3 separate regions of the Zea mays genome follow, and all the other regions are linked to region 3. Evidence: chromatin contacts called from public Hi-C data. All regions are on one chromosome and are shown on one strand. Each heading gives the region's core, a stretch centred on a gene start, on an enhancer-like site or on the middle of the called end of the contact. The rest is flanking DNA. Distances are from core to core; before and after follow the strand shown.

Region 1 (2,815 bases), core at 303-2,802, 250 kb before region 3:
AGACTGTTTCCATTCTCCAAGGGAATGACTAGTTTGCCGGTAGACTTCTGATAAGATCCCTCCAACCAGTTTGCCTGAAAAAAAATATCGGCTTACAATTTGTAAATAGAAATGTTATACATCAAACTGCATTTGTCTTGCTTACCAAGCTGGAAAGTTCATTATCAAGATAATCTGATCGAGAGAGATCTAGAGATTCATCTGAATGAATGACAATTAAGTCATCCTTATCTGTAAAGTAAATAATGGATAAAAAGAATATATCAATAACAACAAGATAAGAACCCAAGAAGTGGGGCATCCAGGTTCAGAAGTAGAGCGAGAGAGAGATGTACAGATCCACTATAAGAAGCTGCAAGATAGACAGTTAAACCTGTAAGCCCTGTATCAGCGATGTTTGCACCTTCAATCCTGGTCTTGAAAATGTTGCTGCCTTCAGATACGAAGCTAGGAACTGAGACCAACACACAAGCAGGAGGGGAAATTTAGTTGCTAGTTCACAATGCACAGAAATTCGCAAATAATGATACAAAGCATTCCATAACAACTGGCATACCATTGAACCCATCAATTTGCACGAGGAAAACAGCACGCGGTCTATCAAATGGATTAGGAAGAAGAACTTTGTTCAACTGAAAATCGAAAAACAAAGGCTGAGACATTCTGGCAGAGGGGGGGGGGGCATGTAGAGGTTAGCTGGTTCCAGCAGGATGAAGTTTAAATAACCTTCGAAGAAGAAATAGCTGGTAGGGATGTTGACGGTGCGAAACCAAGCAAGACAGAAACAACCGCAGAAACTTCATTTAACGACATTGAAGCGTCCTGCAGTAACACGATTATATGTATATTAGCCAGCAAAGTATGCGATCACAGAAGGGGAGGTCTGTAGTGGTGTATGTCAGACTAAAATACCCAATGGTAACTAGTGCTTATAAGCAGTAACTAAACTAGCTACATATCCAATGGTCGTTTCAAGGGAATAATTCAAGCATGACGCTCAATGGCAAAACAGATCTAAGCAGATTCGTTGGTTCCTCTTTTCCTCCTAAAGAGAGCTTGAATGGGGAATTTTGGTACGGTACCTGGTGGTCGGCTTGCTGGTCCCGAAGGTAGCGGTGCGACGAGGCATCGATGAAGACGGCGGAGGCTTTTCCATGACTCTGCGCCTGCCGCTAAGATGGGACACGACACAAGAGATGAGCATCACCGTCAGGGGCAGGTGAAGACACATCGGAAGGGAAAGAGGAAAAAATGAAGAAGAAAGTAAGATCTTACCGCAGCAGCAGCAGCCAAGGCAAGTAAGACGGAAAGGAGGAGGAGGTGATGGCGGCAGCGTGCCATGGCCACCGACCTTGCTCGAGAACGATCGGATCGCCGAGTGGCAGCAGCAAAGATTGGATCTTGAATTGATGAGGCGACGAGGGAGGAACGAGAGGGGATCGAGGAGACACGATGACGCCACCACCACGGGCATGCTACGCTGGGCCAATTGTTGTTATACTTGTACAACGGGCCACGCCCTCGCCGCTGGGGAAGGCCCAGCCAAGTATGTTGAAAGAGGCCGGCGTTGTTGTACTCCTCCGGCAACACATATATTCACATGTTATCAAAAATTGCTCGTGCGCTTGCGACGAGGCATAAATTATTTGATAATATATTTCTATAATTCTATTAAATAATTAGTTCTTAAACATAAAGGAATAAATTTATGAAAAAAATTGACAAAGGTTATTTATTGTGTGGGTGTTTTTATTTACAATCTGATAAAAAATAGGCAGGCAAACGGACCTACGAGCACAAAAGAGTGACTGGTGTTAGTCCAAATTCACTAATGCATCCCACATCCCAGACTGACCGAAGATATATGTTCTATTTTAGGTCAATAGAAACATGTATTGGAAGTTTCTTGCGGCGGGCAATGCAGGACTCTAGAATGCGAGAGAAAAAAAACAGATCTACGCGTTTCGCGTGTGATGCACGGTGACGATGGAAAGATGTTTTATAATAGTAGAGATAGAGATATCTATCAAAATAGTTTGGGTTTTATTAAATTTATGGTAAATAGTATCCTTATGTCACTAAATTGTTTTATTATAAAAATAGTCTTTATAATTAATTTAATAATACTTAGTTTCTATAAAAAAATCTATTTTTGTATAAATTTAATCAAATTTGATGTATTTGGTACCTTAAAAAAGAATTATATTCTTTTCTATATGGAGGATCTACCTAACTTCCAATTCTATACCATGCTTTGCATATACTTTGAGGTTGGAATAAGTTCCCTGTTTGTTTTAGAGTAACAGATAGTCTATAAGATGAATAGCTAAGAGATGAGGTGGAGAAGCAAACCTAGAAGCCATGGGTAAGACACATGTTTCAGACTTTTGAATCTCACACTAAGAGCATGTTTAGTACTGCTTCATGTCCTAACTTCAGTTTAGCTTTAAAAATAGTTAGCCAAATATCCTCCACTTTATGAACTCAGATTCACCAAAAAACTTGAAGCCAGGGGCAACTTCACGCTTTTCTTGAAGCGAACTCAGATTCACCAAAAAACTTGAAATCGGGGGGCAACTTCATATTTTCTTGAAGTAGCAAGAGAGGTACTTCATATTTTAGAATTATAGACCTTCTCATAAAGTTAGAGTAAAATTACCTAGCTTTGCCATTACTGAAAGGGAATTAGGCTTACACCTATATTCCTAAATTGATTTTGGTGGTTGAATTGCCCAACACAAATAATTGGACTAACTAGTTTGCCCAAGTCTATAAGTTATACAGGTACCAAAGGTTCACAATAAGCCAATAAAAA
Region 2 (2,959 bases), core at 434-2,933, 190 kb after region 3:
CATGCAGTCACTCTCGACCAGCGTCGGGGATGGAGTGGAATGGCTGGTGAAAAAGTTGAAGGGCAAGATGCAGAAGCCACTGGTGGACCTGCTTAGCACAACCTCCCTGTGGGTATGTTCCCATGCGAGAATACCAACTACGAGTTCCCGTTGTCTCTGAGTTGTGGTTTGACGCCACGGTGTCAGGTATGCTAGGCGAGGGCCGCCTCACGTGAAGGTGGACAGGATCAAGACCAAGGTGCTCATCTCGGCTAGGGTCACCATTGTTAAGGCCGCCGCTGCCAAGGTCTACTTCACTATGAGGATCAAGTGGTCGCGCAACGGGACGCCTATGAACAAATGTGTTTGCTGCACACCGAGATGGACAAATGGTTGCTTTCAGTTGCAGGAATAAATTCTGCAGTCATTAGCTACCTGGGAGATCTGTGTGCATTGTACATCATGTGTTTTGTGCTTCGCTGTGAGAATGTGTAACACATGGAAGGATTCAGAATCTGTGCCCATTGCATATGATATATGTCTCGTGTCAGATTTTAACTACAAAACATCTGAAGCAGAGCTCGAGTTAGCTCAAACAATCTATCAGATTTTAAACTGAAGAGTGAAATAACATGCGAGAGATGAGTTCACTGGCAAGCTATTGCTCCATATATACGTGGTGGACTGGAATCGCGTGATGTGTGCTGATAGATTCTGCTAAGGCAAAAAAGAATGCTTAGTTTTTCTGGTTTCAACGTAGATCATCTTTACCACTTTATGAACAAATTAGATAAAATTACTACTTTATGCAAAAATTAGGTACAATTACACATAAATAGTGGTCATCTTTACCACTTTATGAAAAAATTAGATAAAATTACTACTTTATGCAAAAATTAGGTACAATTACACATAAATAGTAGTTTGGGCCTTTATTGGATTTACATCCACACCCATCTAACCAACAGAAGATATATATTTTGTGTTTTGTAAAACAAAGTCTATCAATAGGTAGTGGTTTGAATATTTGTTTGTTGTACATCCACCTTCATCTAACCAACAGAACCCACATGTTTTCGTGATTTGTTAAAATAAAGTCTAATTGTTTGATATATAGAAACCGTAACAACGCACGTGCAATTAGCTATAATAAGATTACATATTTATCTCGCCAATATAATAGTTTTACAGTGATATTTTGCCACATAGATTTTGCATATCATAATGTTGTTTATCGTTTCGTATCTATGTTTTATACTATTTTTTTTACTTTCGTAGCAACGCATGGGCATGAACCTAGTCATATATATGATCGCGTAAAAAATTATTTTATATTGTATACTACTGTTTATAAGAGTTAAGTTTAAAATAGCGGTTGAGATATGAGATATGATGAGTAAGGTGTTGAAGACAATCTAAGAGTACGGATCGTCGTCCCACCAAAAGGAGGGACTACGAAGTAAAAAAATACATATATGGGCGGCATAATTTCTGTTAACTTTTTATCCGGGGTATAGTGTTGAATTTTGAATATTTTTAAATATGAAAACCAAAAAGATGCACTATGCATCGATGGGTGGACATTTTGCAGGCTCCGAATTTTCCTCAAAGGGTGGACATGAGCCGAAATTCATGAGGTGGCCCAGTAACAGTAGTTTCTCTTAAAGGCTCAAGGCATGACTCCTCCATCTCCACTCGATCCTCCGTCTTATCACCGGTGAGGTACTGAGGTGAGACGATCTCCGCCACCATGGCCTCCAGCACCTCCCTCTCCCTTTGCTTGCACGCCTCGTCGCCCTCGTCCTCGTCTCCTGGACTCCGCCGACCCTCCCTCGCCTCCTCCTCGTCCTCCAGGTCCGAGAGAACGCGCAAGATCAGGGCCAAGGCGGTCAGGGAGGACTGGAGGCAGAAATCCAAGCCCATCCCTCCTGGCGCCGTCTACCCTGCCAAGGACCACTGCAGGTATATGCCTGCTGTGCTGCGCATTTCTTTGTTTGTTTGTGTGTTTATGTGATGCGAATATGCGATGCTTACCTCTGTTCCTATTTCTACTCGTATGGCGATTCAAGCCGTTGTGGGCTCTGCGACACATACTACGTTGCGCATGTCAAGACTGCCTGTGCCTTCCTGGGAGACGGCATGTCCCGTGTCGAGGTCACCTCCCTTCATCTTCGCATCACATCACCTGCCTAGAACGGCTCAAACAGTTTGCTGAATGAAAACAAAAATGATCGTCTGATGTTTGATCAAGCCATGGGCTGCAGTGCTGCACGCAGTTACTCCCTCCGTCGAAAGTTATAGTTCAACTTTTCTAACTCTGACCAAGTTCATAGAGACCATCTACAATATCAAAATGATTTCATCAATTTCTTCGTGAAAAATGTCTTGATAGTTTATTTGAACATATACAGAGGGAGTATATTTTTTTATAAAATACTTAGGTCAAGTCAAAGTTAAAAGAAGTTTTGATTTAGAATAAAGCTAAAGTGAACTATAATTTAGACCGAGGGAGTAGTAATGCTCGACATGAATTCTACACTTTGTTTCAGTGAAATAAAGCGGGGAACTCTCCTGTTTCCTAAAAAAAGTTGACACAAATTTACAGATGCCAACACTCTCCTCACTATATTTAGGATCTTGAGCGACAAGTCCACGGGAGAGGCCGGAAGGAAGGCATGGATGAAATGTACTTTGGAGTCTATGACCAACTCTTGTATGCCAGGAAGACCGAACCTGTTGAAGGTACTAATTACCTTTTACAAGTTGTTCTTATCCTTCAACAACCGCCTGCATCCATCTAAGGAAGCACACATATGCAATATACCAGTCTTGTTCACTGCCCTTCCATAACAAACCGAAACCACATACACCTCGAATGTTGCATCTTATTTCCTACACTATCTTGATATACTCAACAAACCTTTGTTAGACAAAACTGTACCCTGACGACTTATGTTTTGTACCCTGTAACATATATGTG
Region 3 (2,778 bases), core at 223-2,722:
GAAGTACAACTCGTTTTTATTTCAGATTCTCAGCAGGAAGCGTACTAGTACTAGCCACTAGGGCGAAATGCATGCTACTAGATGTATGATGTGTCATATCGGAGTACAAATACTGATGAACTGCCAGCCTGGGGTTCGGATGGGTGCATAATATATGATAGAATATGAATGTGGTCTGTTTTCATATGCTGTATCGTGTTTTAGCTAGTTGAAGGTGGCGGCGGCGCGGGCGTCGACGGCGAGGATGGTGCTGAGGTTGAGCGGGTGCATGTACTCCTGTGGGCCGTCCATGAACTGGCTGACGATGATGCGGTTGGCCTTCTCCGTGGGGTGGAAGTTGTCCCAGAAGGCGTAGACGCTGCGGTCCGGGCAGACGCTGGACGCGGCGGTGCAGAGCCCCACGCCGTTGTATGGTCCCTGGCCGCAGCACGCGACCTTGGAGGTGACGAAGCCGTAGGCCGCCGGGTCGGAGATGAAGTCCATGTGCATCCGGTAGGCGTTGACGGCGACGAAGACGTCGGCGCCGAGCTCCGCGTTGACGCCCTTGATCATGTCCACCAGCTGCGGGTTGTAGAGCGCGGCGGCGCGCTGCAGCTCGGCGTCGCACTCCCCGTCGCGGCTGCCCCGCAGCGCCAGCTCGGCTGGGGCGCACCCCAGCGGGCCCGACCCCGTGACCAGCACCCGGCGCGCGCCCAGCGAGTAGAGCTGCCGCAGCACCTTGGCGTACTCGGACACGACGTAGCGCACGTAGTCCGGCAGCGCGAACTCGCGGGACCGCGCCGAGAAGGGCACCAGGTAGTAGTTGTTGATGAAGTCGTTGCCGCCCAGGGTGACGAGCACGAGCGCTCCGCGGACGAGGCGCGCGGCGGCGTCCTCGCCGACGAGGCGGCTCAAGCGGTCCTGGTACTGCCGGAAGTAGCGCAGCTGCTTCTGGACGCGGATGATGTTGGCGAACTGGACCCCCGTGTCGTTGAGCACGCCCACGCCCGCCGACGCGAAGTTGGCGCCCACCAGCAGCTTCCGCCCGTCCAGGTGCGGGCTCAGGTACGGCAGCGCCGGCTCCGCGCCCAGGTACTCGCTGATGATGTCCGGCACGTTCTTGCCGTTGGAGAAGCGGCCCGTCGCGCGGTGCGTCGGGTAGTCGAGGCCGTACGGCGGCGAGTCGGCGCGCGCCGTCGTGGCCAGGTAGTTGTTGTTGCCGCTGTCCACCAGCGAGTCGCCGAAGACGAAGAAGGCGCGGGGCGGGGTCGGGGTGGCCGTGGCTGGGCGCACCTGCAGCAGCAGGAGGACGAGGAGGAAGCACGCAGTGGCTGCGACGAGCCTGCCACGGCTACCTGCTGCTCCTGGAACGGAAAGCATTCTGCTGCTGCTTCTTCGCCGCTGCTCTGCTCAGCTGCTGCTGCGGGACGCCTATATAACAGGAAGAAGATAACGGGGAGAGTGGGATGATCAATAGTATACGGGCTGATGGAGCTGCTGCACTGCATTCCATGGCGAGGGTCCCTATTTATACCGCATTTCAGTAGGCAGTCTAGTGTTCCAACGATCTGTCCATGCACCTAGGGTGGGCGGTGGCATGGAAATTGGCAGCAGCACCGGTCGGCCCTTTGGGGGATGTTCAACCACACTGCCTGAGTCTTGTGATTGCAACGCTACCTGAAGAAGAAAAGAGAGTACTGCGAGTCTACTATTATCCTCCCCCCTCCGCCTGTAACTGTAACCGCGGCTGCCTACACACCGCTCTGTCCTTGCGTAACAAACCCTACACCACCCCATTTTTCAGGCCATTCATTTTCGGGCTTCGGCAGTGCTGGTATATTTACTCCAAAAATCACGGGACGGGCAGTCAAACTCCCCACAAGTGACTGGGGCCTGGGGGTTTCAGCTACCCGATCTTGCTCCACGGCACATGACGGGCCGCACATCGTTTGCGTTGCAATATATGCGCTTGGGAAAAAATAGACAAAAATTGCCGAGGACACAAGATTTGCGAGCTCGTTCCCTTCTTTTTCTAGCAAATTGCATATATACGGTGGTCAAATTCAATGATTTAATCGGAGTACCAAACGAAAATGTGTAAATGACACCAGTGTTTGTCATCGCACATGTTAAAAAAAGAAACTCAATACAGTGCTGCCCAAGTCTCGCCCAATCCTTGCAGAACATAGCTTGTCATGAGTTGTCAATGTTGATATCCAGGTCCGACAGCATGCTAGCTAGCTCCCCCTTGCGATACAGCTTCACGGTATCTACGACATAAAAAGAGGGCATAAAAGTATCAGCAACCAACGACAACATTTTTTTTAAAAAAAATCATTTCCTTTTCTACAATAGAAAAAACAGGGTATTGTGACTTTAGCACTTGCATTGCAGTTGCAGGCTTGCAGCATGCTCTGGCATATGCCAAAAAGCACAGGAATTATGCATAATTCTTGCTGACTCACAGCCCACCTTGTAATGCAGATGCAGCCATAGCGCAGGTATACAAAGCAAAAAATTCTCAAGATGGACGGTCTATAGTATATTTCTAGAGATGACCATTTGCTTTCATTATCTTTCTAGTGTTATGCATAGCAGATATTTAAAATGGATGGGCCTTGGCTAGTTTTAGAAGGGTATATGCATCTTTGGCTAAGCCCAATGGCAGCAACTGGCCTCTCAAATACAGGGGCAAAGCTACGATGACTTGCACAGGTGCAGATGCACCAGAGTGAAGGGGAAAAGTGCTAGTGGTTTGACTCAGTTTTACCATTCTGGTACTTCTACAATTGTACACGT

Evidence for each region. Hi-C and Micro-C count contacts between places; a contact is called where the count stands out from the background.
Region 1: a Hi-C map of tassel shows a contact between it and region 3, with 5 times the contacts expected there. The contact joins the promoter of LOC100276220 here to the promoter of LOC100279824 in region 3. A contact is called at or near these places in 7 of 25 Hi-C or Micro-C datasets (ear, endosperm, leaf and 2 more).
Region 2: a Hi-C map of tassel shows a contact between it and region 3, with 5 times the contacts expected there. The contact joins the promoter of LOC100192754 here to the promoter of LOC100279824 in region 3. A contact is called at or near these places in 4 of 25 Hi-C or Micro-C datasets (ear, endosperm, leaf and 1 more).

Annotation. Positions count from the first base shown.
Region 1 is chr1:205,873,420-205,876,234 of Zm-B73-REFERENCE-NAM-5.0, forward strand. It overlaps LOC100276220, which reads right to left and starts at 1,553. Exons shown (of 11, transcript NM_001150061.1): 1 at 1,276-1,553; 2 at 1,083-1,172; 3 at 727-822; 4 at 557-632; 5 at 374-454; 6 at 146-231; 7 at 1-74. The coding sequence starts at 1,341.
Region 2 is chr1:206,310,717-206,313,675 of Zm-B73-REFERENCE-NAM-5.0, forward strand. It overlaps LOC100192754 (7-hydroxymethyl chlorophyll a reductase chloroplastic), which reads left to right and starts at 1,684. Exons shown (of 17, transcript NM_001137952.1): 1 at 1,684-1,941; 2 at 2,049-2,133; 3 at 2,613-2,721. The coding sequence starts at 1,730. It also overlaps the pseudogene LOC103645220.
Region 3 is chr1:206,119,502-206,122,279 of Zm-B73-REFERENCE-NAM-5.0, forward strand. It overlaps LOC100279824 (GDSL esterase/lipase LTL1), which reads right to left and starts at 1,473. Exons shown (of 1, transcript NM_001152779.2): 1 at 1-1,473. The coding sequence starts at 1,359. The coding sequence ends at 205. It overlaps LOC100282211 (Grx_S12 - glutaredoxin subgroup I), which reads right to left. Exons shown (of 5, transcript NM_001368943.1): 5 at 2,029-2,249. The coding sequence ends at 2,173. It also overlaps a transcript of LOC100275585 not described here.